Linked DNA regions of Sus scrofa: region 1 is linked to region 2. A link is a contact called in public Hi-C data. All regions are on one chromosome and are shown on one strand. The core of a region is the stretch at or near the end of the contact, and the rest is flanking DNA. Distances in the headings are between cores, read along the strand shown.

Region 1 (3,970 bases), core at 1,196-3,695, 470 kb before region 2:
GTGTCAGAGTTGTAGTGTTACTGTGAGCTGTGGTGGAGGTTGCACACGTGGCTTGGATCCCAAGTTGCTGTGCCTGTGGTGTAGGCCAGCAGCTATAGCTCTAATTCAACTCCTAGCCTGGGAATTTACATATCTTTAGAGTGCAGCCCTTAAAAAAAAAAAAAAAAAAAGAAAAGAAAAAAAGCATATGTGAAATAGCAATTTCCAAGCTACTGGAGAGCAAGCTAGGAAGGCCAGTGGTTCATTAGGAGAGGAAACAAGCAAGGATAGCTCTATGATCACCCCCAGCTTACTGCCTTTAGAGAACTTCCTAGCTGTGCATGGGGGGAGAACCCAGGTGGAGCCCAGGGACACCTTTAGCAGAGGAGGTAAAACTGAAGCTCTGCAGAGATCCCAGTAGCAGGAGCTCAGGGTACAGAGTGCTGGAAAGAAAGGAGCTGCACCAACAACTCTGAAAATCTGCAGCGATCTCTTCAGGCATAAGGCAGAATACAAGCATGAGGAAACAACTTGAGGCTGAGGGAAGACGCACCTGACAAGATTAGAGGAAACAGCAGTCAATGCATTGGCAGGTACAGTGGTTTCTGCCACCTGAACTGGAAAACTTTCTTGGGCAGGTCCCCTGTATGGTTCGCCAGGATCGCCACAACACAATACTGGATGGCTTAAACTGCAGATGTGTCTTTGTTCACAGTTCTGGAGGCTGGAAGTCCAAGCTCAAGGTGTGGCAGGGTCAATTTCCAGATTCTCTCCTTGGCTTGTATGTAGATGGTGACTTTCTTGCTGTCCTAACGTGACCTTTTCTCTGTGCATGTGTATTCTTAGCATCTCTTCCTCTTCATATAAGGACACTAGTACTATTGGATTAGGGCCCCACCCCTATGACCTCATTAACATTTGTGACCTCCTTAAAGGCCACATCTCCAAATCTAGGCATACTGGGGGTTAGGGTTTCAGCCTATGAATCTGGGAGGACACAACTCTGTCCATAATGTCAGCCACCTGCTTTGCACTTCAGTTTCCCCAGCTCTAAAATCATTATTGATGCTTTCCTTGGAGCATCGTTGGGAGAACTGGATGAGTGTAACGCGCTTAGACATGTCTAGTTTATAGTGGGGTGGGGACCGTGTGAATTATAATAAGATAACAAAATGAATGAAGTACCATCCTCATACATTTCTTATATGTTGTCTGTTCTCTTTCCTCACCTCCAATTCAAGATAATGCCAAACTGAACACTCAGAAATCTCCAAGGGAGGTAGGATTTTCATGTGACTTGTTCCCTGCCCCCAAAGTCTTTTTTTTTTCTTTTTTTTTTTTTAAGGACCAGCAGAGACTTCCTCTTTTTTTGCCAGTCTGACGCTTTGAAGAGATAGGAAGCCCAGGAGCTTTGCAGCCCCCATTCCCCAGGCCCCTTCTCCTTCAGCACTGAGTGGTGCTCTGCCACACTGACCTTCCTCCTCCTGGGCTCTCTTAAGCTCACCGGTTATGCAGGATTAACCTTGCACTCTCCCTGGGCTGCTTCTTCAATCCAAGGCAGTCAGACTCAAAGTCCAGCTGCAGACAAATGGCAACTACTTGCCAAATCCAGGGATCTGAGGTCCCACCTGGCTTTTTGCTACAAAAGAACCAGCACTTATTGTCAAATCATTACAAAACAAACAAACCCCCCTTCTCTATAAAAATCATGTATGAATAGTTGAGCTTTGGATCCAGTCTTGCCCCTGTGGATGAGGTTGTGGCATTTTTGTTTGGAAATTTGCAGGCTTTTGGGAGCTTGACAGGCTGGAGGGACCACAAGAAACTAGGAGATACTGACCACATCTCACCTGGCTGAAACCTGTATGTGTATGTGTGTGTACATGTGTGTGTGTGTGTGGGGGGGGTATGTTCAGAAGGGCAGGCTTGTGTTTCTTCAGCTGGAAATGGCCCCCTGGGGAAAGATGCAGAAAATACTCAACAATCTCAAAAAGTATGCTCTACAATGTATGGCATCTTCCGTACATGGGTTATCATTCACCCCATATATGGAAAACATCTAAAATATACCACAATTTTGACAAAATCTTGCTTTGGCATTTCTCACACCCACCCCCCCTTTGCGTTTTAGTGCTGCACCTGTGGCATATGGAGTTTCCCAGGCTAGGGGTGGAATGGGAGCTACAGCCGCTGGCCTACGCCACAGCCACAGCAACTCGAGATCCAAGCCGCATCTGCGGCCCCCACCTCAGGTCATGGCAAAGCAGGATCCCCCACCCACTGGGTGAGGCCAGGGATAGAACACGCCTCCTCATGGATCCTAGTCAGATTCGTTAACTGCTGAGCCACGAAGGGAACTCCCCATACTTCTTGATATAATAGAAGCCCTCAGATAGGACCGGTCTAGCCCTCACCTCTTGCTTAGAGGCCAGTGTGAGCAGGGACAGAGCCTGAAAGCAGAATAGGGGTGGGGAAGGAAAGCAGCGACAATGAAACAGCCCTTTGGAGTGATCTCGGCAACTACTTAGCGCCCCCTTGTGGGATATTGGGAGCATAGCTTCAAAATCAGTCTTTTTTTTTTTTTTTAACCCAAGAAGCAAGCATTAGATTTTTTCCTAGTTGTGGCATTAATCCAGAGTCACTCTAGAAAATTACTTCTTCTACTTGGGAGGTGGGGAAGGAAGTATGGAATTTTATTGGTTGATGAAGTCCTTGTGTGGGAACCACAGTACTGACTTAAACCTCTTTTTAAAAAACTGAGGTATAACTTACATGAAGTGCATACTTTTAACATGAATTTTTACATATATGTAAGCTTGTGCAACCATCAACCAGGTCAAGTCTAGGGGGTCCCTCATGACCTCACGCCATAACTGACCTCTCCCACCGATTAGTTTGCCAGTTTTGAGCTTTTCATAAATGGAATCATATAGGATCTAGTCTCCGGAGTCTGACTTTCCTCACTCAACACCGTGTCTAGAGTGAGATTTGCCCAGGTTGTGTGTGAGGTTGGTTTAAACTTTAAATCCCTTTCCAGCTTTGAGGTCTTCTATAAGGAGGGAGGAACACAATTGAGAGAGATCTTTGACCTAGTTTTAGAGAAGATGGTTTCAGGCTCTTGAGGAGAATGAGGAGAATGAAAAGGAGAAGAATTCCATGACCAGTCTTCTCATTGCCTATGGCTCCTGGGGGCAGGTAGATAACTGGTTTCTTTAATTGACGGCTCTTCAGATCCAGAGAAGCTGTGCTCATTGACTGTGCTCCAGAAGCCTCTTCTCCATCTGATTTAGATGAGATTCTGGTCTTTAATCTTGTGCTGTCATGGGATGAGACTTGGTGGTTCTGCAGAGGGGGCCTAGGGAGGCCAGAGGATGGGCTGTGGCAAGTTGCAGTGGCCAAAGAAACTACCCTACCTACTCCATTCTGCCTTCTCTTCTTACCGTCCATGGTCTTCCATCAAGAGGAGGTGGGTTAGTTTCCCAGGGCTGCTGTGATAAAGTACAGTCATCCCTCCATGTCTGGAGGGGATGGTTCTAGGACCCTCCATGATGCCAAAATCCAAGGATGCTCAAGTCCCAGAGTTTGCCCTCCATAGCTGTGGGTCCTGCATCCAGGGGTCTGGACTGAGGTACCACAAACAGGGTGGCTCACACCACAGACCCTTATTGGCTCACAGTTCTGGAGCCTGGATGTCTGAGATCAAGGCAGTGGCAGGGTTGGTACCTTCAGAGGGCTGAGGGAGAGTCTGCTCCATGCTGCTGGTCCAGCTCTGAGTGCTTTTCTGAAATTCCTTTTTTTTTTTTTTTGCTGCTCCATGGCATATAGAAGTTCCTAGGCCAGGGACCAAATCTGAGCTGCAGCTATGACCACCTGTGCTGGGCCAGGAATCCAACCCTTACCTCAGCAGTGACCCAAGCTACTGCAGAGACAGTGCTGATCCTTAACCTGCTGCACCATATTAGGAACTCCTAATTTTTTTTTTTTTTTGGTC
Region 2 (3,628 bases), core at 198-2,697:
AGGCCCCAGACTCCTGGTTTCTCGATCTTTTTTTAATTTTTCTCTTTCTTGGGGAGCTCCCGTCGTGGCACATCGGAAATGAATCCGACTAGGAACTATGAGGTTGCGGGTTTGATCTCTGGCCTCGCTCAGTGGGTTAAGGATCCAGCCCTAAAAAGACAAAAGACCGAAAACATTAAAAAAAAATTTTTTTTTTTTTCTTTTTAGGGCCACACCAGCAGCATATGGAAATTCCCAGGCTAGGGGTCAAATCAGAGCTGTAGCTTCCAGCCTGCACCACAGCCACAGCAACGAGGGATCTAGGGCATGTCTGTGACCTACACCACAGTTCACAGCAGTGACAGATCCTTAATCCACTGAGTGAGGCGAGGGATCAAATCTGCATCCTTGTGGATAGTAGTTGGGTGTTTTGGGGTTTTTTGGGGTTTTTTTTGTTTGTTTGTTTTTGGTCTTTTTAGGGCTGCACCCGAGGCATATGGAGGTTCCCAGGCTAGGGGTCTAATTGGAGCTACAGCTGCTGGCCTATGCCACAGCTATAGCAACACAGGATCCGAGCCACCTCTGGGACCTACACCACAGCTCACAGCAATGCCAGATCCTTAACCCATTGAGCGAGGTCAGGGATTGAACCCGCAACCTCATGGTTCCTAGTTGGATTGTTTCTGCTGCACCAAGACGGGAACTGCCTAGTTGGGTTTTTAATTCCCTGAGCCACAATGGGAACTCCCTCTCATCCTTCTTTGTCCTCGGTATATGGAAGTTTCTGGGCCAGGGATTAAACCCGAGCCACAGCAGTGACCTGAGCTGCTGCAGTGACAACACCAGATCCTTAACTCCCTTTGGCACACAGAAACACCCAGTCTCTCATCCTTGAGGACCTTGCAGCCCAACTGGGAGCAAGAATTCAAGAAGAATCAGACACAAAATTACAAAGATGGCTTGAACCTGGACTTCCTGGGCCAGAGTGCTGTTGACCGCCAACCAAGAGGGCAGCATGTGTGTGTGTTTCTCCGGCAGCCCAGGAAGCAGAAGCAGGGAGCACTCCGTGACGTGTGCAGCAGGTGGCTCTTGCTTGACCCCAGGACAGGCACATCTGTCCCATCCCAGAACTGCCGTTTACTGGCGACCTTCACTGATGTCCCTGTTTCACAGAGGAGACCCTGAGGTCCAGAGAGGAAACCAGAACCAGAGCCTGGGAGCCCCGATTCCAAGTCCCAGTCACTCTCGAAAGCCGCCCCCTGGTATGGTTGGCCTGTTGGTAGGACAGGCCTGGGGGCTGGGCCTCGGGCCATGCCCTGGACAGTGAGACCAGGGCAGGGCAGGGACAGAGGCTGGGAGAGAGGATTACTGCCAACCCCCCCCCCCCCCCGCCCCGGCCCCTCTAGGGCTGCTGCAAGGTCAGGCGATGACAGGCTTCCTCCCGCTGAGCCGGCTGGAATGCTTGGAACTTGGTGGTGGCAGTCCGGAGTTTCTCTTCCCGTGGAGGGAAGTTCTAGATAAGAACCTGGGGCTCTGGCCTTTCCTCCCGCCCTGCCTCTTCCTTCCCAGGGGCTTTCATGCACGCCAAGGTTGAAAACAGCCACTCTGGGACACTTGGCGCACCCTGGTCGGCCTTCCAACCCCAGCTCCTGCTCCGGGATGAAGAAAAACAAGCATCTCTTACATTTAGGCAGCTCTTGGCCGTCCACAGGGGCCCTCACAGCAAATGTTGTCCCCAGGCCTCAAAATTCCCTGAGAATCACTATCCGCATTGTAAGGATAAGGAGACCGACGCTCAGAGCGATGCGAGCTTTGCCCTGGCCGCAGAACAGGTGAGTATCCAGAGTTTGTTCGCGAACCCAAGTCTCAGGCTTCCTAGCTTTGCCCCGCCCCAGCTCCAGCCCCAGCCCTGCACGCCTGTTAAATACCAAGAGGGAGTGTGGTGTGGTGCAAAACACAGGGAGTCCCTGAGGCCCTCCAGCCAGGTTCGAATCCCAGCTCCACCGCTCCCTTTTGCTTCCTGTCCCTTGGACAGTTACTTCACCCCCTCCACGCGCGTCATCGTCCTTATCTGTGGACAGGGGTAATTATAGTAACCACCCATCAGGGTTGACGTGAGAATGAGACGAAAGGAACATCCATGAAGTTCTTGGCACACAACGAGGAGAAAATACTCAAAAAATGATGGGGGCTTTTGTATTGCAGGCCCCGGAGGCAAAACCACGTCTGTCCTGCAGGTCTGCCTGGTCCTGTTTCTTCATTGGCTTCTGGGAGGATCAGATGAGATGCAGATGCAAAGGACATGACGTGTATGCTAAGATGTGAAGGCCCACACAGACCCGGATGGTCTGGGTGAAGCTAATCCTGAAATGTCATGTCTCTTCTGGACAGGAGGGAACTAAGAAAATCCTAGAAGCCTGCTCAGGCAGTTAGCCCAAACCTCTCTTTCATAAGGGAGGGCGCCAAGGCCCAGAGGGAAGCAGGGACCCGCTCAGGGTCACATAGCAAGGTGGCCAAAGTGGAAGTGGACCCAGAGCTCTTCCCACTTGGCCATGAGGTTGATTTCTTTGTCCCTCTAAAGGGGACCAATCTGGAGAGACGTGGAAATTGTTGCCAAATGTTTAAGGATAGGTCCAGGATGGAAAAGTCATGTCTTGGCATGAGCAGCCAATGGAAAAATGAATACGATGGATCATGAATCAACAGAGCAGTTTTCCTACAGCATCGTCACCGTGGGTCATGGACCTGGGCCACATGCTTTGTCATAAGATGAAAGACCCCTCTTGGAGCCTAAGCCCAGTTTTCACCTCTGCACTTAAGAGGGACTCAGTCAGACAAGGCAGGTCTGGAGAATGAGGCCAGGAAGATGAAGGCACATCCCAGGAGGTACTGGGTGTACTAACCAGGGCTCTTTGATTAGCATGGATCAGAAAACCCAGCTCAAGAGCTCCCGTTGTGGCTCAGGATCCATGAGGATACAGGTTTGATCCCCGGCCTTGCTCAGCGTGTTAAAGATTCAGCGTTGCCGTGAGTGGTGGTGTAGGTTGCAGACATGGCTCAGATCCTGCGTGGCTGTGGCTGTGGCTGTGGCTGTGGCGTAGGCCAGCAGCTGTAGCTCCCATTCAAACCCCTAGCCTGGAAACTTCCATGTACTGCAAGTATGGCCCTAAAAAGAAAAAAAAAAATTTAGGGTGATTGGTTACACAACAATAGGAACTAATAAAAACACAGACTGGGGCAGTTCCCTGGTGACCTAGTGGTTAAGGATCTGTCATTGTCACTGCTATGGTGCAGATTCCATTCCTGGCCCAGGAACTTCCGCATGCCAGGAACAAACAAACAAACAAACAAACAAAACCACAGACTGGGTGCTATTTCACTATGAAGTGTCTGGGCTCTGCCTTCCTCTATATGTTGTCTTCATCCTCAAAATGAATCCTCTTTTGGCAAAAGAGCTGCTGTACCTCCAGCTCTCACATCCCTTCAACACACTCTCCAGGAAACAGTATCCCTCCCACTACTTCTGAAGAAGCAAAAGCAGCTTCTCTCCCCCAAAAGCCCTGCTGACTTCTTTTGACAAATCACTGGCTCTGGTTTAGTGACAGGATATGGGAAAGACGCATTGCTTGGCCTAAGCCATCAGAGCCTG

Evidence for each region. Hi-C and Micro-C count contacts between places; a contact is called where the count stands out from the background.
Region 1: a contact with region 2 is called in a Hi-C map of omental adipose tissue, with 1.9 times the contacts expected there. The contact joins two enhancer-like sites. A contact is called at or near these places in 8 of 47 Hi-C or Micro-C datasets (embryonic fibroblasts, fetal skeletal muscle, heart right ventricle and 5 more).

What each region holds. Positions count from the first base shown.
Region 1 is chr6:82,831,011-82,834,980 of Sscrofa11.1, reverse strand. No RefSeq gene overlaps it. Among named protein-coding and RNA genes, the nearest start is that of SYF2, 10 kb to the left of the region's middle. Within about 2 kb of position 2,445, at least 12 of the 83 cell types and tissues checked have an H3K27ac peak or open chromatin away from gene starts, as enhancers often do. A contact at or near this core is called in omental adipose tissue, where this site is marked.
Region 2 is chr6:82,356,515-82,360,142 of Sscrofa11.1, reverse strand. No RefSeq gene overlaps it. Among named protein-coding and RNA genes, the nearest start is that of CLIC4, 43 kb to the left of the region's middle. Within about 2 kb of position 1,447, at least 17 of the 83 cell types and tissues checked have an H3K27ac peak or open chromatin away from gene starts, as enhancers often do. A contact at or near this core is called in omental adipose tissue, where this site is marked.